7 separate regions of the Mus musculus genome follow, and regions 1, 2, 4, 5, 6 and 7 are each linked to region 3. The links are chromatin contacts, called in public HiChIP or PLAC-seq maps. All regions are on one chromosome and are shown on one strand. Each heading gives the region's core, a stretch centred on a gene start, on an enhancer-like site or on the middle of the called end of the contact. The rest is flanking DNA. Distances are from core to core; before and after follow the strand shown.

Region 1 (2,700 bases), core at 122-2,621, 480 kb after region 3:
AGTGGGTGGGCCTTGAGGCCTGTGGTCCAGCACTGCTTCCTGTCATTTCTCCCTACATCCTGGTCCTCGGAGATGTGGACAAGAAACCCGACTCTCCTGACACTGTGCTTTCTCCCAACATGATGAACTGTATTCTCAAACCAGAAGCCCCAAAGAGTGATATTTTATTTTTGATATCAAATATTTTGTCACAGCAATGAGGAGAGTAACTAATATTTTTCTTTTATAGTACTACCATTTTATATAGGTATCTGTTGGGTTTAAAGCTTTTGGATTATTATTGTCATGTGATGGAGCAATTCACTGTTGTATGAATTTGACAGGAGACAGAGCACAGCTTCTCTTATGGAAAACTGAAGGGACCAGATGCAACATAGACCCAACCCTATATATAGTTCTCAGATAAACTGGCTTTGGCAATTGTTTGACTCCATATTAGAAACAAGTAAAGTTGTCACCCTGAGATATCAATGCTGACCACGTTAGTACCAGCAGCCATGGCAGGGCCAGAGAGCTAGTCACACTATTCCTACGGGATTGGCATTGCTGACCCTCCTGCCCAGCCTCCTTGTCATTTATGAACCCAATTCCATGTCTTTCTGATCGAGGGGAAATCCATCATGATGCCGATGAATGATAATGATAACGATGATGACAATAGCTAACAACTAGTGAATGTCTAATGTAAACCAGGTACAGCTGTAGTTAGTTCAGGAATAGCCGATCCGATCCTTTAATCATTACAAGTGATGTCTGCTCTCTTAGCCCTAGTTCCTCAAATGAGAGGCAGAGAAAAAAGTGGTATACAATCAGTACCACTGGCTCTTTGTCTAGTTAATGAGAAAGACAGAAGGAAGGCTCCAGAGTCTGGCTCCAGAGCCAGCCTTCTTATTAAGAATGGATTCTGTTCCTAGTTACCGAATCTGTCCATACATTTGCTTTTGCAATCCATTTTTCCCTTTGAGTCAGAGAGCATGTGAAAGTTAAAGATTGGGTATAAATCACTTTCTGTGCTCGGGACAATAAGATGGCAATTGAGACTCAGAGCACCCAGGGAGGCAGCAGAGAAGGTACTTCAGTTAGCAGGTCCCCTCTCCTATCTATGCTCACCTGCTGCCAGGGGTGGGGCTCTCAGCTTCAGCCCCACTCAGTAAGCACTGTCCTGCCCCAGGACACGGTAAACCCCAGGCTTGCAGGTGCCAAGACAGTCATGAAAGCTCCCATTGTACAACATCCGTGCAAAGGATTCGTGTTGAGGTTTTTGTGGGGACAAGGGAATGCTGAAAGCCAACTGACACACAACGGGGCCAGAGTGAAACTGTGTAGTTTCGATTCCCTAAGAGTCAGGGAGCACATTTGTTCAGGGCACCCTCAGCAGCCAGGAGAGCAATAAAGCATCCGCATTCCATGTAAAGAAAGCTCTGTGCACAGAGCTAGCAAAGTGGCCGCTCCTCAAGGTGACTCTGTCCTTCCTGGGGGACTTCCAGATGGTGAGGTGCCAAGCTGCAGAAGAAGCTGAATGAAGCTGAAATGAGGATGACAGAAGCTCATCAGAAGATTGAAAAGGCAGGCATTAGAGTCTGGGGATAGTCTATTACTTCCAGGACACCCACACCAGGACATGATTAGCATAGTCACTATGAAACGTGGTCTAAAGCCACACAATCCAGGTTGGGGAGGCAAATCGATCCTGCTCACCAGTGCTGATGACTCTGCTAAGTCCCCTGAACTTCAGCCCAGAGGCAAAAAAAAAAAAAAAAAAAAAAAAAAAAAAAAAAAAGCAGGTTTGAACTTTCGCTTCCTAAGAGGAAGGGTGGATGTGAGAGAGTCCCAAGGCACCATCCCAAGACCATGGCTGTCACCCAGTCCTGCTCCTGACCTGTGTCCTATCATTCTCATGCGTGTGGTGCTCTCTGCTGGCAGCTGCAATCGTGGTCCTTCTGCCACCCTGCTCAGAGATCTTACTCTGAGTCATGGGTGGTAGGAAGCAGCTCAGAGGAGATTTGATCTCCAGCCAGTATCCAGAACCTTCCAATTGCAGCAGAACTTCCTTGGCTCCTTTTAGGATCAATTGCCCTCCTATAAAGTCTCAGTCATAATCAAGAACAACCCTTCCCTCATCACCTTGGCAGTGGCTCAGTCTTCTGCATGCCTCATTTTTGTTTGTTTGTTTGTTTGTTTATGTTTTGTTTTTCAGTGGTGGTTGGTACCAAGGGCAACAGTGTCACTGGGTTAAGACTAGGAAATGACTTGATGAGCCTCTCCCTCACAATTCCCACTAGCGAACATCCCATTCTCGATATGCCTTAAAAGTATGTGAAAACAGTGAGCTGGCCATGGCAAATGCACCTTACAGCCAGATCCACCACACAGCCAGATCCACCACACAGCCAGATCCACCACACAGCCAGATCCACCTTACACACAGCCAGATCCACCTTACACACAGCCAGATCTACCTTACCGCCAGATCCACCACACAGCCAGATCCACCTTACACACAGCCAGATCCACCACGCAGCCAGATCCACCTTACACACAGCCAGATCCACCTTACACACAGCCAGATCTACCTTACCGCCAGATCCACCACACAGCCAGATCCACCTTACACACAGCCAGATCTACCTTACCGCCAGATCCACCACACAGCCAGATCCACCTTACACACAGCCAGATCTATCTTACCGCCAGATCCAC
Region 2 (2,700 bases), core at 178-2,677, 390 kb before region 3:
ACTGAGATCAAGCCTGAGCTACTTGAGTCATTATCTTTTTTTATCTTTTCTTAAATTGACTTACCCAAATTGATTTGGGGAACAAGGAGTACAAGAGGTTAGATCATAGCATATGGATATAAAGTATATTCTCTGCACAAGGCACCAGAGGGGGTTAGAAGGCATTAGAGGGGCTGAAAAGGTGTTGACCTGCGTGCTGGCAAACACTGGATCAGCCTTTAACTCACGCTAAGGCACTGAACGGGGCACTGGGGACAGAGTTCAAGCTTTAGGTCTCAGTTTCAGCCCTGGATGCTATGTGGTTCGTCCTTTCTCGCTGATCTGTAAAAGGTTTTATTTATTGTGGGTGTGTGTGTATTGGTATGTGTGTGTTGGTATGTGTGTGTTGGTATGTGTGTATTGGTATGTGTGTGTAGGTATGGGCTCGTGTGACACACACATGTATGGAGTCAGAGGATGACTTGTGGAGTCTGTTCTCTCTTCTACCATGCAGAGGGTAGGACTCTGGTCATCAGGCTTAGTGGTAAGCGCTCTTACCCAGACACATCTGTACCTTGGTAAATACTCAGCTTCCATGCCTCCGACCTCATTATAGTCAAAGTCAGTCATGTTAAAAGCATGCTGCACCTGCTCCGTAGGGAGCTGTTGAAGTCAGAATAGAGTAACTTTTGGTAGAGCAAGAATTTTGTTTTCAGTTCCAATGAAGAGTGCACCTTCACTGGCCTTGCCTTAGACTTTCACCTTAAGACATCAACAAGTTATTCTGAAGGCCTGTGCTAACCCTGAAAGACTTTCCTACCTGCCTGAGATCACAGCTCGAGCAATAGGCCACAACTTCCTCCAGCAGGAAGGAAGGAGTTCACTTCCAGACTCGGGTCTGGCATCAGTTAGAACACTCTGACTTGTGAGGAGGATGCCTCTAACAGGGCCCCAAGCAAGTTAGGGCACAAAGTGCTTTGTGAATGGGGAGAGCTTATTCCACAGTCTTCCTCCAAACGGGGAGAAAGAAGTCCTGTTCTTCCCAGTTGTGCATCTGTCTTTCCTTCTCCCAGGCCCAGCATTCTGTTCTTCTTGCTTTCATGAGACCAGATCAAAGCCACCTGTAGCCTCTACACAAAACAAAGGCTTCCTTTTCCTAAGACAATGGGCATCAAATATGAGGGAGTCTGGTGGGTGGGCCCCTGAAATTCCAGCCCTCTGGGGAATGTGACCAGAGTACCTGGGGTTTGATGGCAGCCTATGCCCTGCAGTGATCTTAGCTTAAAAATAAACAAAAATGAAAGGGAAACGGAAAGGGTTCTATTTTGTGGTTTTATGCTTTTGTAAAGAAAACTGAAGCGATGGCAGACATTGTTGATGACAGGCACTGTTGGCAGTGACATCCTTTCCTGTCCTCAAAGGCTGAAGTTGGCGGAGGTCAGAGAGTGGGGGGTGTATGGGGTGAGGTGTGGGGTGTGAACAGAGCTGCAGGGTGTCCTGGCTCCTCCCACTCCTGCTTGTACTTTCAGAAACAAGATTTGCCCATACAGCAACTTGGCTGCCTAGACTGCTGAAGTATTCACTAGGTAGAAGCTTACTTAAGTTAAAGGCTCTCAATTTCCTGGGCAATACAGGGCACTGGGGACTAAGAAGGACTTGATTACAGAAAGGCAGTTTCATCATTTATTATCTTCAGTATAAGAAGCAAACTGAAGATGTTTGCAGAACTGTATTTTGGTTGAAGGAAAATATTTACTTTCTTTGTCTTTCAGATACATTTTTTCTGGCTTACCCTGTCGAATTTGCCCAAGTGTTTCAGTTGAGAGATTAGTTAGGGAATCTGCTCTCTAACAAGCTTAGAGCAACAATGGTGACAAGTAGAGGAGACTCAGGCACCAGCACGAGTGGACATCAGGTGACTGACATTTTAGTGTGAAATAAATAAATAAATGCTTATTATCCTACTGAAGAAACAAAAGCCTTAATGACACACACACCCCCACAGCCCCCCACACACCCAGCCAGTGCGCCCCTTTGGGTGCACAGTGTTCCATCAGACTTACTGTTTTCCATATTAGTCCCCACTTCAGTCCTTTCTGTTCTGACCCCTGCTTTCCTGACACCTAAGGAAAATGGTCTCTGTCCCCTCAGCAGCCCTGTGTCCTGCATGACAGGTTGCTGAGTACTCTGTCCCCAAAGGCCGGTACCTTTGAACTTAAGGAAAGCTGGTGTGTGTGTGTGTGTGTGTGTGTGTGTCATTTTACCTGCTTCTTTCTGGACACCCTCTAGAAGGACAGAGAGAGACGGAAGAAATGGCCGGCCAGCTGCCTTCTTATAACCCAAAGGCAGCTGCTCTAAGTCTGGGATACATAAGTTTCTACCACCGTAGAGTAAGTCCTCTCCAAAATGAAGCCATTTATCACCTTAGTTTGCAAGTGTAGATGAATTGCCAGCAACAGAAATGTAACAAAAACTATTTTATTATAAAATACACAGTGAAAGGAGAGTACATGTTATAAAATTACAAAAGAGAGAAGGCAGAAGCCAGAGGGCTAAAAAGCAGCTGTCTGCACAGAAACCTTTTGAATAAACCAGATGAGGCTGCCAGGGCACAGCCACCTGGCTGAAAGCTGTGCTACTGAGAGTGACCCCTAGTGAAGGACTGCTGATGTGTCTAAGTGTGCTCTAAACAAATCACAGCAGCCCCAGACCAGTTCTTCA
Region 3 (2,828 bases), core at 178-2,677:
TTGGCTGAGGTTCTGAACACACGTTGTAGGATACTGTCCTTCAGTATACAGGAGGTGCAAGGGAAGCTCCCACTGAGGAAACTACTAGTAGAGTATCACAAACATCTAATTGAGGGTGGGAACCTTGCAGATATGAGGAACACTTGGATTCAGATACACTTGAATGCAGGTCTGGTAGCATGTCCGACTTGAGGATGGTACCAAAGGTGCTGAGCTGAGCCTGGGAGAATGGTGTGGGGAAGACGGTATAGGAAGGGCTGCAGTGGGGAGAGGGGACTATAGAAAAGTGGCTTGATTTTGATCTGCTTAGTTTGCGAGGGTTCTCATGCCTTATGAGGTTCAAGGGAGTCATTTGACCTGGAGTCCGAAACAAAGGATCAATAGCACCCAGATGGTATTCACAGCCAGGGTTTTGCCCTCAGCACCATCTTAACTTGTAGCTGTGATCTTTGGGCAACTCAAGTCATACTTATTTGCTCTGATGAAAAAAGACCAGAGAAACACTGTATTTACCCCAAAGCATGAGGATAAAGGGGCTCTGAGTATGAAAATACCTTGTAAACAACCAAGGGCAATTCAGACTGAAACGCAGCAGAGGTTGCGCGGTACTGAGAATGAAGAAAGAGCATCAGTTTGGTGATCCAGGCAATGAGCCCTAATGCACTGTACACAGAGAAATGATTGGTAGCTGTGGAGGTATATACTGCCATCATAATCCTTCTTATTCTACTACAGCCCAGTCTTTACAGGACGTATATGTATATATACGCATATGTATATATACACTGTATTATACATTATACTTTATGCACACTGCTATTATATACACATGTATTACACACACACACACACTCACACAGCTCTCCAAATTTTACAAGACCTTCACATACGAGATCTGTTTGAGTTGCACATCAGTCTTGCAAGGAAGAGAGGATAGTGATATGGGAAGTAACTGATCTGAGAGGACACCTGGTCGGTAGAACATTCTAGTAGCCGGTGAGAGCTATGTAAACATGGAGATCCTCGTTCCAGAGGCCAACCTGAATATGAACAAACCATTCCCACCCAGAACATTCACTGAAAAGAAGGTTATAGGAGGGCCACAGTCACACCCCCTCCAATCCCAACCAGGACAGCAGTCTTCTTGTAACTTCCGGTCCCCAATACCCAATTCTTTTTTTTTTTTTTTTGCTTTTTTCGAGACAGGGTTTCTCTGTGTAGCCTTAGCTGTCCTGGAACTCACTCTGTATACCAGGCTGGCCTCGAACTCAGAAATCCGCCTGCCTCTGCCTCCCAAGTGCTGGGATTAAAGGCGTGCGCCACCACGCCCGGCTTCAATACCCAATTCTTGAAGGTACGGGACCTTTAAACCTATCGCGAGACTGTGATCTGCGCGCTTCTAGTTGCCAGGGCAACAGCGTTCTTTGAGACAGCGGTCTCCTGCTGCCTCTTTCATCTTCACAGAGGAGGCGGTGGCGGGAAAAACCGGTCCCCTTCGAAGGGAAGTGGAGAGAGTCAGTGTCTAGGCGTCCAGCTTTCTTCCCCACCGAGAAGTTGAGGGGCCGCACGCACCACGGGCAGAGGTTGGTAGCCGCTGGCCACGGCAGAGGGCGAGGTGGAGGTGTGGCCTGATGTGCCAGAGGAGGGTGAGAGGGCGGACTCTGTCCCCGAGGGCTGTGGGTGTGGCCTGTTCGCCCAGGCCAGCATGGGGTGGCCACAGGGGCGTGGCTATGTCTGGGAGTCTCAGAAGCTACTGCCCGGGCAGAGGCGTGATCTCTGCTGAAAACTCTTTCTGCATTAGTGCATCCTTACGAGCCTTCTTCCCACTGAGGTCTGGAGCACTAGTCAGTAGCATAGTCCTTAAAAGTGGCACAGGAAAAATGAGACTAGAGAGAGGGTTTGTAAACATTGATCTGGGACTTAGCTTTCCCAATGGAAGAAATGTAAACCAAACGTATAGGTAGATACCTTTGGGCATCCACCAGCCTGGGGACTATGAATAGGCCTTTCAGACAATAAGACAGGGAGCAAACAATCTGGAGACACAACCAGTTTTGCCTCATCACACCGGACGTGTACTATCTACACGAGCTGATCAAAAAATGTAATAAAACGTTGGCGTGTATGAGCAGTTATTTGTTACCATTAGAATCTGGTCACATCTCTACTTCACTGAATAGCATAAAGTAACTGGTATTTTAATTTTGATTCTTTTGGTGCACTGTGTTTCATTAAATGAGGAAATGTATAAAACAAAAATTTCTTTTTGTCCCAGTTTCCCTTTTTATTGTAGACCTCCATAAGACCGGGATATGATTACTAATAACCATGCAACAGAGTCAGAGAGCCATGTCTTGAAATCTTCTCTGCCAAGGAAACTAATCCATGGTTTTTCAGTTTTGCCTCAGGCAAATGTTTAAGGCAAGGGCAGAAAGCAGCCACTTTCTTTGCCAAATACAGGAATGTTCTGTCCTTCTGTCGCCCAGGTGCTAGTATTGTTTTCCCCTGAAATGGCCTGAGGTCCGTAGGCCTCTGCAGTCTGCCTTGCTCTCAGCATTATTGCCTTCTAACCTCCCACCAGGATGCTCTTTAAGCTCTTCATCAGCATCCAACTGCTTTCCTAGTCCAGAGTCTTATAAAAGAACGCCTTCAATTGACTTACAGCTTCAGAGGCTTAGAGTCCATCATGGCGGAGCAAAGGCACGGAAGCAGAAACAGCTGAGAGCCCACATCTTGATCTGAAAGTAGAAAGCAGAGCTAAGTGGGAAGCTGAGAGTCTATTGATACTTCAGGAGGCGCTTCCTCTGCCCATGAAATACCACTTCCTC
Region 4 (2,700 bases), core at 143-2,642, 440 kb after region 3:
TACAGATGGTTGTGAGCCACCATGTGGTTGCTGGGATTTGAACTCAGGACCTTCAAAAGAGCAGTCAATGATATTAACCGCAGAGCCATCTCACTGGCCCATTTACACACATTTATTTGCATGTTAGCCTATGGAGTTCTTCATGACTGAGCTGAGTTGTAATCATATCTTTAATGCTGACAACTTGCACAGTTCGTGTCAGGCAGGAACTCAGTACATGTCTATTGTGTAAATGAGTGGCTTAGGGAAGAAATTAGTAAATAAGGACTGAGAGAAAGGAGAAGATATGAGAGACCAGGGTTGGACCATCCCAAGATCCTAAGTCATTTCTGTCTTTTTAACATACCCGCAATTTCCAAACTTAATCTTGTTTTCTCTCATCGAGCAGCTATGTGAGAGACATTTAATACTCCTTGGAGATTTATGTTTCCTTTTCTCCTTTTTGTTACACAAAGTTACATGCCTGATTTTAGCAGGAGTCACTATGGAATGGGCCACAGTATGCTTGCATAGCTTTGACAGTATGTGGAGAGAGCAGCCCTGCCCCCTTAGCCTGTGGCGAGAATGAGAATGGCCTACCTGATTGGCCTCTGGATTGCCACCCCATTGCTACTCACCTTTTTTATATATGTGAAATAGGATGTTTTCAGACTTCATTCATTCAGTGCTGTTTGCCTTAGTTCGGTGTGGCAAAGTTTCTATTGGTAAAATTCCCGTGTTTATTCCTGGCCTCTGCTGAGGTGGGTGATTATGTTGATAGCTCATGTCTGGACCAATTGTCTTATCAAGTGGTGAGTCATATTTCCTGAGTGTTGTACTCTGTTCCAAACATCTTTTCCCACTTCTTACAGTACGGACATGCTGAGAACAGCTCAAGTTTGTGCAGTTCTGGTTCTGTTTGGCTTAATGACCCCTTCATGTCTTAGAAGCAGCCAGGGGCAGTCAAGTCCCTCAATACTTTCCTCTGGAAACCGACCCGGCTAAGTATCTCGTTAATCACTCTCAAATTATTTTCCAGAAAATATGAGGGTACAAACATAATTTCGTCATGTTCTATGCTGCTTAGTAACAAGGTCCCTTCTTCTGTCTCCCAATAGCATGGTTCTCGTTTCCATCAGAGACCTCATTAGAATTGGGCTTAATGTCTGTGTCATACCTGTAACCTCTACATTTTATTTATGTATTCTCCAAGAACATGATAGCATTCTCCTCAGCTTTCCTCTTTTCTTCTGAGCCCTCACTATGACCTGTTCAATAGCCTCTTCTCCAGTACACGTGTAAAAGCTTGTCCAGTGTTTACTCAGGTACCCATTCCATGGCTTTACACACATTTTCCAGATATTTGTTAGAGTAGTATCCCACTTCCTATGTTCATGTTCTGTATCAGAGTTCTCCAGAGAAACAGAACACAGAATGTGTGCCCACAGTTCCTTATGGTAACTCTGCTAGATGGAATTGGCTCAGGTGACTACGGAAGCTAAGAACTCTCATGATCTGCTCTCTACATGCTGGGTGCCCAGGAAAACCTGGTGTGTGCTTTCATTCCCAGTGAAACCAAAGAACCAGTTGTCCAATGGTGTCTCAGTCAGGGAGCAGATGAAGGTGCTTAACCAGCTCCAACACTAAGAGATAGAGAGTAACTTCTCTCTTTCTTCACCCTTTTATTTCATAATTTCCCTCAATGGACTAGAGTATACTTATACACCAATTCAGATGCTAATCTGATCCTGAAATACTAAACACACACACACACACACACACACACACACACACACACACACACAGAGAGAGAGAGAGAGAGAGAGAGAGACAGAGACAGAGACAGAGAGAGACAGAGAGACAGAGATGAGAGAGACACAGAGACACAGAGGGACAGAGATGAGAGAAAGAGAGAGAGACAGAGAGACACAGAGAGAAAGAGACAGAGAGAGAGAAAGAGACAGAGACAGAGACAGAGACAGAGAGCCATATATACCAATGTATAAAAGTAACCGGAATACACTCCACAGACTAAGGGACTGATAGGTAATATCATTGCCTGAGGCATTAAGCCTTTTTTTACTGAGACATGCATTGTGACTCTAATGTTTGTTCCATATTCAATTGTTCAGGGAGGTGTAACCTTTCAAAAGCTAGCAGCGCAAGCCCTAGAGCATTGGGCGTGGCGTTTGGAAATATGTTCTTGTACTTAGTCCTCTTATTTAAGTAATTACCATGCATGCAAATTGTACTATTTCTTGGTAAGATTCTAAGGAAGATATATAAACAAACAAAATGAAGCAAGGCAAAACTTTCCCTAGGGGCTAAATGCAGACAGCATGTTAAAACTTGCATCTTAATTGCTTATGGCTTGCAAAGAGTTGGAAAAGATAACTTCACTTACAGTTTATTCACCCTGCCAAAATAAGAGTTTGGCACATGCAGCCACATGCTGACCCATGCCAACTCCTGCCAGCCACACCATTCACTTCTTCATCAACTGTTGTGTGAGCACCAGATCAAGTTTACTCAAATGGCTACACAAATGTACTGATTGGAAATTTTGTTCATCTTTAGAGCTTCTTTCAACTTTTAGGTCAGTTTTCAAATGAAGCTGAGCAATTTATATATTGTGAGGGTTACAGGCAACAGGTAACTTTGAGAAGATTTAACATAATCATATTTATGTTTATTGTCTCCATTTATGGTGTGCTTTGAAGG
Region 5 (2,700 bases), core at 51-2,550, 410 kb before region 3:
GAGACCTTACCTTGGCACTCCTTCTGGGCAGCTGGGCCTCACCCTCTCCCACTGTAGGCTGGTGCTTGTCTGGAGCCCAGAAGCTTGGTGCTACCTTTAGGCAAAAAAAAAAAAAGAAAGAAAAAGAAAGACCCCGGTGATTTTCTCTTTCAGCCGCTTTTCCCCAGAAGGTCCCTGATTGGTGTCATCTCATCTCTGTGGGCACAACCTCCCTGCCTGCGGCAGCTTACTCACCAATGTGCCTAAAAGCCTGCCAGTTGTGTGGAGGAGGTAGGGGGCCCACACCCCTCTGCCTGTCACACATAGGGGCATGCCTGAAAGGGGGTTTCAGGGTGGCCCCCAGCCGAGCCCCGGCCTGTAGCCTGCTCATTGGATGTGTCTTTGAGCTCAGCAGGGACACACATAGGAGCTGAACAGCTCTGCCTGGGAGAGTGATAAGATCCTTGTTAGAAAGGTGTTCTCTGGGCACTCAGGGCTGTCAGGAAGACAAGAGATGAACCTGCACACCCATGCCTATTAGTTTAGTTCCTAACACTTGGCCAGGCCTCAGGACCACGTCCTACCTTGGCATCTGGCCACGTCTCTGTCCTGTGGTCCCAGCCAGGGCTTGGGCCTGCCCGAGCAGGCAGCTGTCCTTCTGTCTGCTCAGGCCACGTGTTTGCTGTCCCTTCTCCCCAACATGCACTCAAGACTAGGCTGGCCCAGCATCGATCAGAATCAACCCCTGTCAGGTCCCCATCCCAGCTCTCTGCTGACCAGCGGCTGTCCTCAGATCTGGCTGGGCGCATACGCACTGTGACACACCCTCACCCTCTCACACACGTGGGTCCACACCCAGTACAGAGCCACCTACCTGCACAGGCCTGCCTATGCCAATCCAGTCTTGCTCTCCAAATACCAGTGACCCTGGAAGCCACACGTTTCCTTTTACAGAAAGATCCCCTTGAGAGGTGAGCGCAAAGGCAGCCCAGAAGGACTCCAGTCGGTGTGGACTAGACTCCCCTTCTCTCCCAGAACCTTCAGAGGACACACGGGCAGCCCGAACACCATGTCTGCTATTGTATTCTGCCAGCCGAGGTCTCTCCATGGGCACCTCTGGCTCCCTCCGTGCCTTCCATGTCCTTAGGGGGTAGTGGCAGCTTCCGGGCGAGTTCCATTTTCCTCCAAGCCGAGGTAGGGCGGGGAGAGTTAGAAGGGGCGGGCCTCAGGGACACCTCCAAGTTTTCAGCTCCCCAAATAATCAGATGCAAAGGGGGAAGGAAGAAAAGCCAGGGTGGGTGGGTGACTCAGTGGCGGTGGGCCGGCTTAGTCACCTGGATGGCTGCTTGCTGCTCCCGGCATGTCAGGAACCGAGCAGTGCCCTCCCCCCACCTGCTGTGGTCTGCCGCTGCTGTCAGGAAGAGCTGGCCGTGGAGCCCCCGGTGTGTTCAAGCTGCGGAGCAAGCGACAACCGCTCCCGCCTTCCTCTGGTCAATCGATCAGGGCCCGGCAGCCCCGGCCGCGGCGCACCCCTCCTCCACCGTGCACCCCAGCTCACTTTGGGATTTCTCCATTAGAATCTCAGGCAGCGACCTGCTCCTGTAGGGCGCGAGCAGCTCCAACGTTGCCTGGCAATTTTGATATCGTCGGGGGTTGCCATGGGGAGGAGGGTGATGTCATTGACACAAAAAAACCCACTGAATTTACAAATCAGCTGGGGCTGGAGCTATTTATAAAAAAACACGTTTCTTACTGCTTTCCTTTGCTGAGGGGGAGGAGGGAGAGAAAAGACTGAGGGGTGGGATTCAGAGGAGCCTACTGTAGTTCACCTCACCGTTGTTCCCCAGAAACCAGACCTTCTTGGCTCACAGCCAAGCCTAACCCCCTTCCCATCCGCGCCCCAGGTTTGCAGCTGTGGGTCTCAGCCCTGGCAGGCGTGGCCACACCTGGGCTGCACGTTCTCATCTGGTTTTGTCCTAAAGGGCAAAAAGGGTGAGGATGGAGGGTGGGGTACTCAGCTCTGTGGGTACCATCTTTCTGTTCTCCCCTGCTCCAGCATCGCCCCTCCCACAACTAGAAACAGTTGCATGGGAGGAAAGGAGACTCAGGATGCCCACCTGCTGGTTCCCTGAAGAGCACTCCGTAAGCATGGCCCCTCCCTCACTGTCTTGAGCCTCCTGCCTCCTTCACTGGTCATTTTCTCTCATGTCCATCTGGGAAGTGCCCAAATTCCCGTCTTAGCCAATTGTTTGCCTTTTCCCTTTTCCCAGGCATCATTCCATAATCTCTCTGTGGCTTCCTCTAAACTCTGCTGAAGGCTGACCTCAAACCTATGTGGTAGCTGCCCCATTGTGAACAGTCCAGCCCACACTGCCCACCACGTGTTCCTAGACCCACAAGTACTGCCACGAGAAAGCTAGAAGTCTTCTGATTCTAACTACCCAAGGGGGCACTAAAGTATTCACATCACTTTTGAACATTCATTCTTAAAATGTGGCTAACTCCCTGAGCTCTGAATTTTCAGTCTTGAGCTCACATCTCAGCTCTATTGTTCACTAATTGAGTGACTCTGGCCTGCTGTTTAATCAACTGAACCTCAGTGTCATCATCTATAAAATGGAAACAATTTCACCTGCCTCCCAGGATTATGGGAATTCCGTAGACAAAGCTGCCCGGCCAGGGACTGTCCATCCGAGAGCTTGGTAAACATCAGCATTCTTC
Region 6 (2,821 bases), core at 314-2,813, 450 kb after region 3:
CCTCACCTATAGGGTGTGGGATTAGGCTGACGGGTCTCCACTCTTTCTTCAGGCTGAAAGAACTTATTACAAAACATTTTAGGTCAAAGATCTTAGCTTTGAAATATCAGGCTGGTTGTTACTTATTTAAATTATACTCCTTAAACAGCCATTGCCAGGGCATTATGCCATTGAGAAATAAACTATGCATATCCTGCCTCAGTCTTAGAAGTGTAGGGCTAACATATACATTCTATTTGCACATAGATTTAGCAAATTTGGGATTCTCTCCTTCTATATAGTAAGATAAATATAGATATATCCATACAGACTTAACTTCAATTAATTTTCATAGCTCTAGAAGCCTTGAGTAAAATGACAACAGCCATTACATATCATGGAACCCCAATGATATTGCATGTGACTGTGGTGAGCTTGAAATAAGAAAGATTTGTTCTTCCAAACTTGTGCTGCTGATAAGCTTATTAAGAATATTTTATTCAACTAAATTAAAATAAAAAGTAATAGTAAAATACATCAAACACAGATATTCATCAGATAGTCTTACTAGGCAAGCAATCTGTAGTCACCATATTGGAAGACCACTTGGCATATTTATTGGCTAGATGTGCAGATGCCTGCAGAATCAGCCATTTGGTTTCCAGTATAGACTTAGCAGAAGTGAGTAACTGCAAAAAGGTCAAGTTGGAAAGTAACCAAAGAGTTGAACAGTAAAGAAACATTATCTGTTCATACAGTTAATGGCAGTGTAATTAACAGGACAAGAAGAATGAAGATCCCCAACCCTTAGCATACAACACCATGAAAGAAATTCATAAACATTATTCTGAGTAAAATTTAAAAAACGACACTTACATATAAGGTGAAACATGTTTATATTATTAAAACCCAGAATAGAGTTTATCCATAGACAGTATGAGAGGAGATCCTGGGATAGTGTCTAATTTCTTCAGCTGTATCTTAGTTGGATTGATATGTCACATTTGTAGACATGTGTCTGGCATCACATGCCATCTATGATTAAGCTATTTTATCTGTGTCCATTATATTTCAACAATCATTTTGTAGTTTTTTTTCCCCATGTGCTAGTTCATTCAACTTACACAATAACTCCAGGCAATAAGAAGGGCGGGATAACTTTCTCCCAGTTACCAAGAAGTGAACCTGACTCAAAGTTTTGTCCAAAGCCTTTGGGCTGATTAGTCATAGATCAAGATCAGGTAAAAGAAGGCAGTGCTTTATAGGCAGATCGCTCTGATGCCTAAAAGGTATTTAATAAATACTGTCTAGTGCTAAGTTGTAGAGTTCCTAGTAACAAAAAGGTAGTCATCTTACCGTGAAATTTTCTGGGGCAGTGGTGCATGTGTATGTGTGTGTGTGAGTGTATAGTGTGTGTGTGTGTGTGTGTGTGTGTGTGTGTGTGTGTGTGTGTGTGTGTGTGAGATCTCTGGCTGGATCACATGCATTCTCTCCTCAGAAGGAAACAGAGATATGCTCTGATTCAAATGCCCTTGGTGCTGCCAAAATACCTGTGGAAAATTGTGCAACTATGTCCCTCTAGGGCTTAGAAGTGAATGAGTCACACCCTCAGTTCTCAGACATAGTGCCCAGGAAAACAGGAAAGCTCACGTCGGCAGAAATCCATTATGTGACCTTGGATTAATCATTGAGCTTCTTTAGGGGCAATTGTCTGAAAGACCAATAGTATGAGATTCCCTCACTTAGAACCATATGTGTGTTCCTCCTGTAGTATACCTTTGTGAGGTTCCCTAAGGTTTTTTCCCTTCCACACATGCAACCATATTTCATCATTTTTAGAGGCATTGGACTGTATTCAAACTTGCCAGTTCCCTTCTGGTCACTTAAGATCAGATTTTACTTGTTTACATTTGAAATTCAGCATGGCCAGTTCCCTGCCTATCTTTAGCTAAGAAAGAAGACAATCAACTGAGTTATATAAGTAACCAGAAGTCATATGCAATTTCTTAATCATGCTTCCTCACAAAATATTCTATAGATGAGCTAGGATGTGGTACAGTGGTTGCTAAGCATGGCACAGGGCCATGAGTTCTATCCCCAAAAGTGCAAAAAAAAAAAAGTGTAATAAAACTTTTCTTGTCAACATAAAATTCCAGTTATTTATGATGTGGAAAACAAAAGAGATAAGAAGTCCCAGAAATGAAATCTGTAATTACTTGGATAATAACTCTGAACCTTCTTTGGAAAAAAATATGTAGAATGTAAAATGTTTTGATTTAGGGCTCAACTGTAATGTCAAGGTCATCCAATCATCCAATGAGCTCAGAAGGAATCTGAGAAAAATAAAGAGATAAATAGAAGCAGATGTTTGGAAACACTTGAATATTGCTAGGGAAATTGTATGGTTAGAAATCAAAATGTCTGTGTTGTATCCTCCACCCTAATAAGGCTATGATATCAGGCATTTAAGTGGCTGTTCAGCAACTTTTCAGAAAAGAGCCATGGTTCCATGTCCTCTATCACTAAATGCCTCCATGAGGTGTATTTTGAAATGAAGTCTTTGTTAGGATACCCCGAAGGAGCTATCCTGTCATGATTTCTATTACTCAAGACCTGCATTTAAAATTAGCAAAAGAGCATTTTGTTGGCAAGGAGATAACATTAGAAAGATTTTGTTTTTCAATTGGTCAGCACTTTCATCCTCAGAAGCAAACTTCTCTTGCTTTTAGTTGGTACAATGGCAAGAAGTAGAAACTCCCAGTTTATATTTAGTTGTCAAAGCATGACGTGCTGTTAACATAGTTCTGTGGAAGATATCGAGCCCTAAGGATCAAACCACAGA
Region 7 (2,939 bases), core at 15-2,514, 450 kb before region 3:
CCCAGGCTGGCCTCAACCTAACTGTAGCTGAGGATGATCTTGGAACTTCTGAGCCTCCTGCCTCCATCTCTCAAGTGCTGGGTTGTTAGCTTATAGCACCACACCTGGCTTCATCCTGGGAATGAATCAAACCAATCGTTTCGTGTATACTGGGCAAATACTCGACCAGCTGCGAAAAGTCCCTAGCTCTTCACTTATTCTACAAATAAACTCCATTTCAACTATTCTCAAGCCCTTTCTCTAGTCCTGGGAGCTTGTGGGGCACTCATTGTAAGACTCTGCTAGGCCTTCAGTATTCCCCGTCTCTAGCGCCCATGAGCTGATTGTCCAAAGGAAGTAGGTTTTCCACACATCTGATTGAAAAAAAAAAAAAATCTCAGGCTGTCTCCTTTCTGTAGGGGCCAGGTCTAGCGCTCTGTGGCCTAAAGATGGTTTTGTGCTCAAGAGAACCCAGCCCTGTCAGGGAATTCTTGCTTGTGTCTTTTGTCCTTTCCTAGACCCTAACTAGCCCATCTTTGAGGAGATAGGAGGTAGTGCCTGGGAAGTCCAAATGCCTGCATACTCTCGGGTCCTAAGGCACCTGCCCTGGGTCAGAGCGGCCAGTGTCTAAGTCAACTTGCTCCACAGCGACCGATCAACCGTGGAGCTGGCACGCGGGCGCGCTGTCAGGTTTGGAGACGTCTGAGATTGGAGAATGCACCCCCGCCCTTCTCTGAGTGAGCGCGTGCGGGAGGCACAATTGTGTGTGGCTGTGATTCGCTGCACTTTAGATGGCAGTTATCAGCCAGACTGAGCGCCCTCAGTCCGGAGCACAAATGCCTCATACCCCAAATTACTTTTCCTCTGTCTCTTGCCCACCTCAAGCTGGTGCACTGTCCAGTCCTGTCCTCGTGGGGTCCCAGTCCCTTTAACCTAAAACCGATGGCAGGAGCTCCCGCCAGTTTCTAAGCAGCGGAGGCTACCGATTCCGGCGGAGGCGGGGGGCGGGGAAAGATGACTGAGACTTTAGGATTGGCCCCGCCGGGTGCATGTGGCCCCCGGCGAGCAGCCTCCACCCCCGCCCCGCAACCGCCGCCGCATTCCCAGGGGAGCGCGGAGGAGGAGCCGCTCCCCAACTTCGTGGCCCACGAAGGGGTGGGGGTCAGGGGCGGTCTCCCTTGCCCTGTCCGTCTCTGCCCCGAAGGTGCAGTCTGCTTCCAGAGCAGCCATTGCCATGGAGACCCCTGAAGCTATAAAGCCAGGTATCTAGGCGTCGGGCACCTCAGGAGCCGCCGAGCCCCCCAAGTAAAAAAGCAAGCGTCCCGGCCCCCGCAAGAAAGGAGGAGGCGGGGAGAGGCTCTGGGAGCTGGAGGAGCGGCGCTCCCCGCCGAGGCAGGAGGCAGGCGCGCCAGGCGGGAGCCACCCGCTCAACAGGGGAGCAGGGGCTGCCCGGGGTGCGGGTGAGTGGCGTTGCTCCAAGCCACGAGGGACCAAGGGGCGTCGGATACAGGGAAGAGGGCCCAAGAGTTGAGGAGGCCGAGCTTGGAGCTTGAGCGGGAGTCGAAGCAGCCAGCAGCCCACACCTCCAGGCGTGGGGGGCCAGGGAGGAAAAGCAAGACGCCCTGGGAGCGGCGAGGCAGCCGAGCGGTAGGGAGACCTGAGCGGGAACTGCAGGACACTTGGTTGCAGCCACCTACACGCCGCTTGGAAAGAGCGGTACCGGTGTCCGGGCCGGGGCCGTAGCCCCGTGGGGTGAGGGAACAGGGGCGCCCCCGTGCGTCGGACTTCCGGGGCGCGGCGGCCGGAGCCATGCTCAAGCCCAAGGACCTGTGTCCCCGAGCGGGGACGCGCACCTTCCTTGAGGCCATGCAGGCCGGCAAAGTGCACTTGGCCCGTTTCGTGCTGGACGCGCTGGACCGCAGCATCATCGACTGCCGCGCAGAGCAGGGCCGGACGCCGCTTATGGTGGCCGTGGGGCTGCCGGACCCCGCGATGCGCTCGCGCTTCGTGCGACTGCTGCTGGAGCAAGGTGCAGCCGTGAACCTGCGGGACGAGCGGGGCCGCACTGCACTCAGCCTGGCCTGCGAGCGAGGCCACTTAGACGCCGTGCAGCTCCTGGTGCAGTTCAGCGGCGATCCGGAGGCGACGGACTCGGCGGGCAACAGCCCGGTGATGTGGGCGGCGGCGTGCGGCCACGGGGCGGTGCTGGAGTTCTTGGTGCGCTCTTTCCGCCGCCTGGGCTTACGCCTTGACCGCACCAACCGGGCGGGCCTCACCGCACTGCAGCTGGCTGCCTCCCGCGGCCACGGGACCTGTGTGCAAGCCCTCACCGGGCCTTGGGGTCGGGCAGCCGCTGCGGCAGCGGCCCGGGGTTCCAACTCCGACAGTCCCCCTGGCCACCCTGCCCCGGCGCCCAGCCCAGAGCGGCGACGACCCAGTCCCCGTCGTTTACCGCGCCCTCTTTTGGCACGGTTTGCGCGAGCTGCCGGCGGCCACGGTCACGGTCACGGCCATGGCCACGGCCACGGAGGCGAGCTTGCCTCTGCTGGCAAGGGCTCGGTCCGTTATAGGGCACAAGGCAATGAGAGACCAGAGTTGGGCCGGAGCATGAGCCTAGCTCTGGGTACCATGACCGAGGAGGAGACAGCACGCCTTAGGGCAGGAGCTCTGATGGCTCGACCAAACTCACCCCAGTCTTCGGGGAGTGGGCGGTGGCGTTCGCAGGAGGTGCTGGAGGGAGCGCCACTGGCCTTAATGCAAGCCCCGGTCGGCCTTAGTCCTCATCCCGAGGGCTGCCCCGGCTCTGGCCGCCTGGGTTTGCGCCGACGGTCCACAGCTCCAGACATCCCCAGCCTGGTCGGGGAGGCTTCAGGGCCTGAGAGTGGCCCAGAATTAGAGAACAACGCTCTGCCTTTCTCAGTGCCTGGGCCAAAGCCTTGGCAGGCGGGCACAGAGGCTGT

What was found. HiChIP or PLAC-seq counts read pairs in DNA pulled down with a chosen protein or histone mark.
Region 1: a FOXA1 HiChIP or PLAC-seq map of pancreatic cancer cells shows a contact between it and region 3. The contact joins the enhancer-like site here to the promoter of Fsip1 in region 3. A contact is called at or near these places in 3 of 39 promoter capture datasets (embryonic stem cells, liver and stem cell-derived epiblast-like cells), 3 of 15 datasets of contacts at CTCF or cohesin (the NIH/3T3 cell line, large pre-B cells and stem cell-derived epiblast-like cells), 37 of 484 Hi-C or Micro-C datasets (the AML12 cell line, the C2C12 cell line, the HL-1 cell line and 22 more), 4 of 115 datasets of contacts at active chromatin or transcription factors (bone marrow-derived dendritic cells, bone marrow-derived macrophages, epiblast stem cells and 1 more) and 2 of 9 other capture datasets (adipose tissue and embryonic stem cells).
Region 2: an H3K27ac HiChIP or PLAC-seq map of T-cell acute lymphoblastic leukemia shows a contact between it and region 3, with 11 times the contacts expected there. The contact joins the enhancer-like site here to the promoter of Fsip1 in region 3. A contact is called at or near these places in 1 of 39 promoter capture datasets (stem cell-derived epiblast-like cells), 1 of 15 datasets of contacts at CTCF or cohesin (large pre-B cells), 10 of 484 Hi-C or Micro-C datasets (the Ba/F3 cell line, the N1E-115 cell line, the P5424 cell line and 5 more), 3 of 115 datasets of contacts at active chromatin or transcription factors (T-cell acute lymphoblastic leukemia, embryonic basal ganglia and large pre-B cells) and 1 of 9 other capture datasets (embryonic stem cells).
Region 4: a contact with region 3 is called in an HNF4G HiChIP or PLAC-seq map of pancreatic cancer cells. The contact joins the promoter of 4930412B13Rik here to the promoter of Fsip1 in region 3. A contact is called at or near these places in 2 of 115 datasets of contacts at active chromatin or transcription factors (bone marrow-derived macrophages and pancreatic cancer cells) and 1 of 9 other capture datasets (embryonic stem cells).
Region 5: a contact with region 3 is called in an H3K4me3 HiChIP or PLAC-seq map of embryonic stem cells, with 5 times the contacts expected there. The contact joins the promoter of Pak6 here to the promoter of Fsip1 in region 3. A contact is called at or near these places in 1 of 39 promoter capture datasets (stem cell-derived epiblast-like cells) and 4 of 115 datasets of contacts at active chromatin or transcription factors (embryonic basal ganglia, embryonic stem cells, large pre-B cells and 1 more).
Region 6: a contact with region 3 is called in a FOXA1 HiChIP or PLAC-seq map of pancreatic cancer cells. The contact joins the enhancer-like site here to the promoter of Fsip1 in region 3. A contact is called at or near these places in 3 of 39 promoter capture datasets (the 3T3-L1 cell line, liver and stem cell-derived epiblast-like cells), 2 of 484 Hi-C or Micro-C datasets (both in embryonic stem cells), 4 of 115 datasets of contacts at active chromatin or transcription factors (bone marrow-derived dendritic cells, epiblast stem cells, pancreatic cancer cells and 1 more) and 1 of 9 other capture datasets (embryonic stem cells).
Region 7: a contact with region 3 is called in an H3K4me3 HiChIP or PLAC-seq map of forebrain, with 5 times the contacts expected there. The contact joins the promoter of Ankrd63 here to the promoter of Fsip1 in region 3. A contact is called at or near these places in 1 of 39 promoter capture datasets (cranial neural crest), 1 of 15 datasets of contacts at CTCF or cohesin (the NIH/3T3 cell line), 17 of 484 Hi-C or Micro-C datasets (the Ba/F3 cell line, the G1E-ER4 cell line, the N1E-115 cell line and 7 more), 5 of 115 datasets of contacts at active chromatin or transcription factors (embryonic forebrain, embryonic stem cells, forebrain and 2 more) and 3 of 9 other capture datasets (embryonic stem cells, liver and pancreatic islet).

Annotation. Positions count from the first base shown.
Region 1 is chr2:117,779,677-117,782,376 of GRCm38.p6, reverse strand. No RefSeq gene overlaps it. Among named protein-coding and RNA genes, the nearest start is that of Gm13985, 32 kb to the left of the region's middle. Within about 2 kb of position 1,371, at least 36 of the 459 cell types and tissues checked have an H3K27ac peak or open chromatin away from gene starts, as enhancers often do. A contact at or near this core is called in the C2C12 cell line, adipose tissue and pancreatic cancer cells, where this site is marked.
Region 2 is chr2:118,641,333-118,644,032 of GRCm38.p6, reverse strand. It overlaps Bub1b (BUB1B, mitotic checkpoint serine/threonine kinase), which reads right to left. Exons shown (of 23, transcript NM_009773.3): 23 at 2,441-2,700. Among named protein-coding and RNA genes, the nearest start is that of Pak6, 21 kb to the left of the region's middle. Within about 2 kb of position 1,427, at least 65 of the 459 cell types and tissues checked have an H3K27ac peak or open chromatin away from gene starts, as enhancers often do. A contact at or near this core is called in the P5424 cell line, T-cell acute lymphoblastic leukemia and embryonic stem cells, where this site is marked.
Region 3 is chr2:118,255,555-118,258,382 of GRCm38.p6, reverse strand. It overlaps Fsip1 (fibrous sheath-interacting protein 1), which reads left to right and starts at 1,427. Exons shown (of 12, transcript NM_001374672.1): 1 at 1,427-1,583.
Region 4 is chr2:117,820,620-117,823,319 of GRCm38.p6, reverse strand. It overlaps 4930412B13Rik (RIKEN cDNA 4930412B13 gene), which reads right to left and starts at 1,392. Exons shown (of 6, transcript NR_040631.1): 1 at 618-1,392.
Region 5 is chr2:118,662,177-118,664,876 of GRCm38.p6, reverse strand. Pak6 (p21 (RAC1) activated kinase 6) reads right to left here and starts at 1,300. Exons shown (of 11, transcript NM_001033254.3): 1 at 854-1,300; 2 at 11-94.
Region 6 is chr2:117,801,638-117,804,458 of GRCm38.p6, reverse strand. No RefSeq gene overlaps it. Among named protein-coding and RNA genes, the nearest start is that of Gm13985, 9.8 kb to the left of the region's middle. Within about 2 kb of position 1,563, at least 51 of the 459 cell types and tissues checked have an H3K27ac peak or open chromatin away from gene starts, as enhancers often do. A contact at or near this core is called in pancreatic cancer cells, where this site is marked.
Region 7 is chr2:118,702,288-118,705,226 of GRCm38.p6, reverse strand. Ankrd63 (ankyrin repeat domain 63) reads left to right here and starts at 1,264. Exons shown (of 1, transcript NM_001081971.1): 1 at 1,264-2,939. The coding sequence starts at 1,789. It also overlaps a transcript of Plcb2 not described here.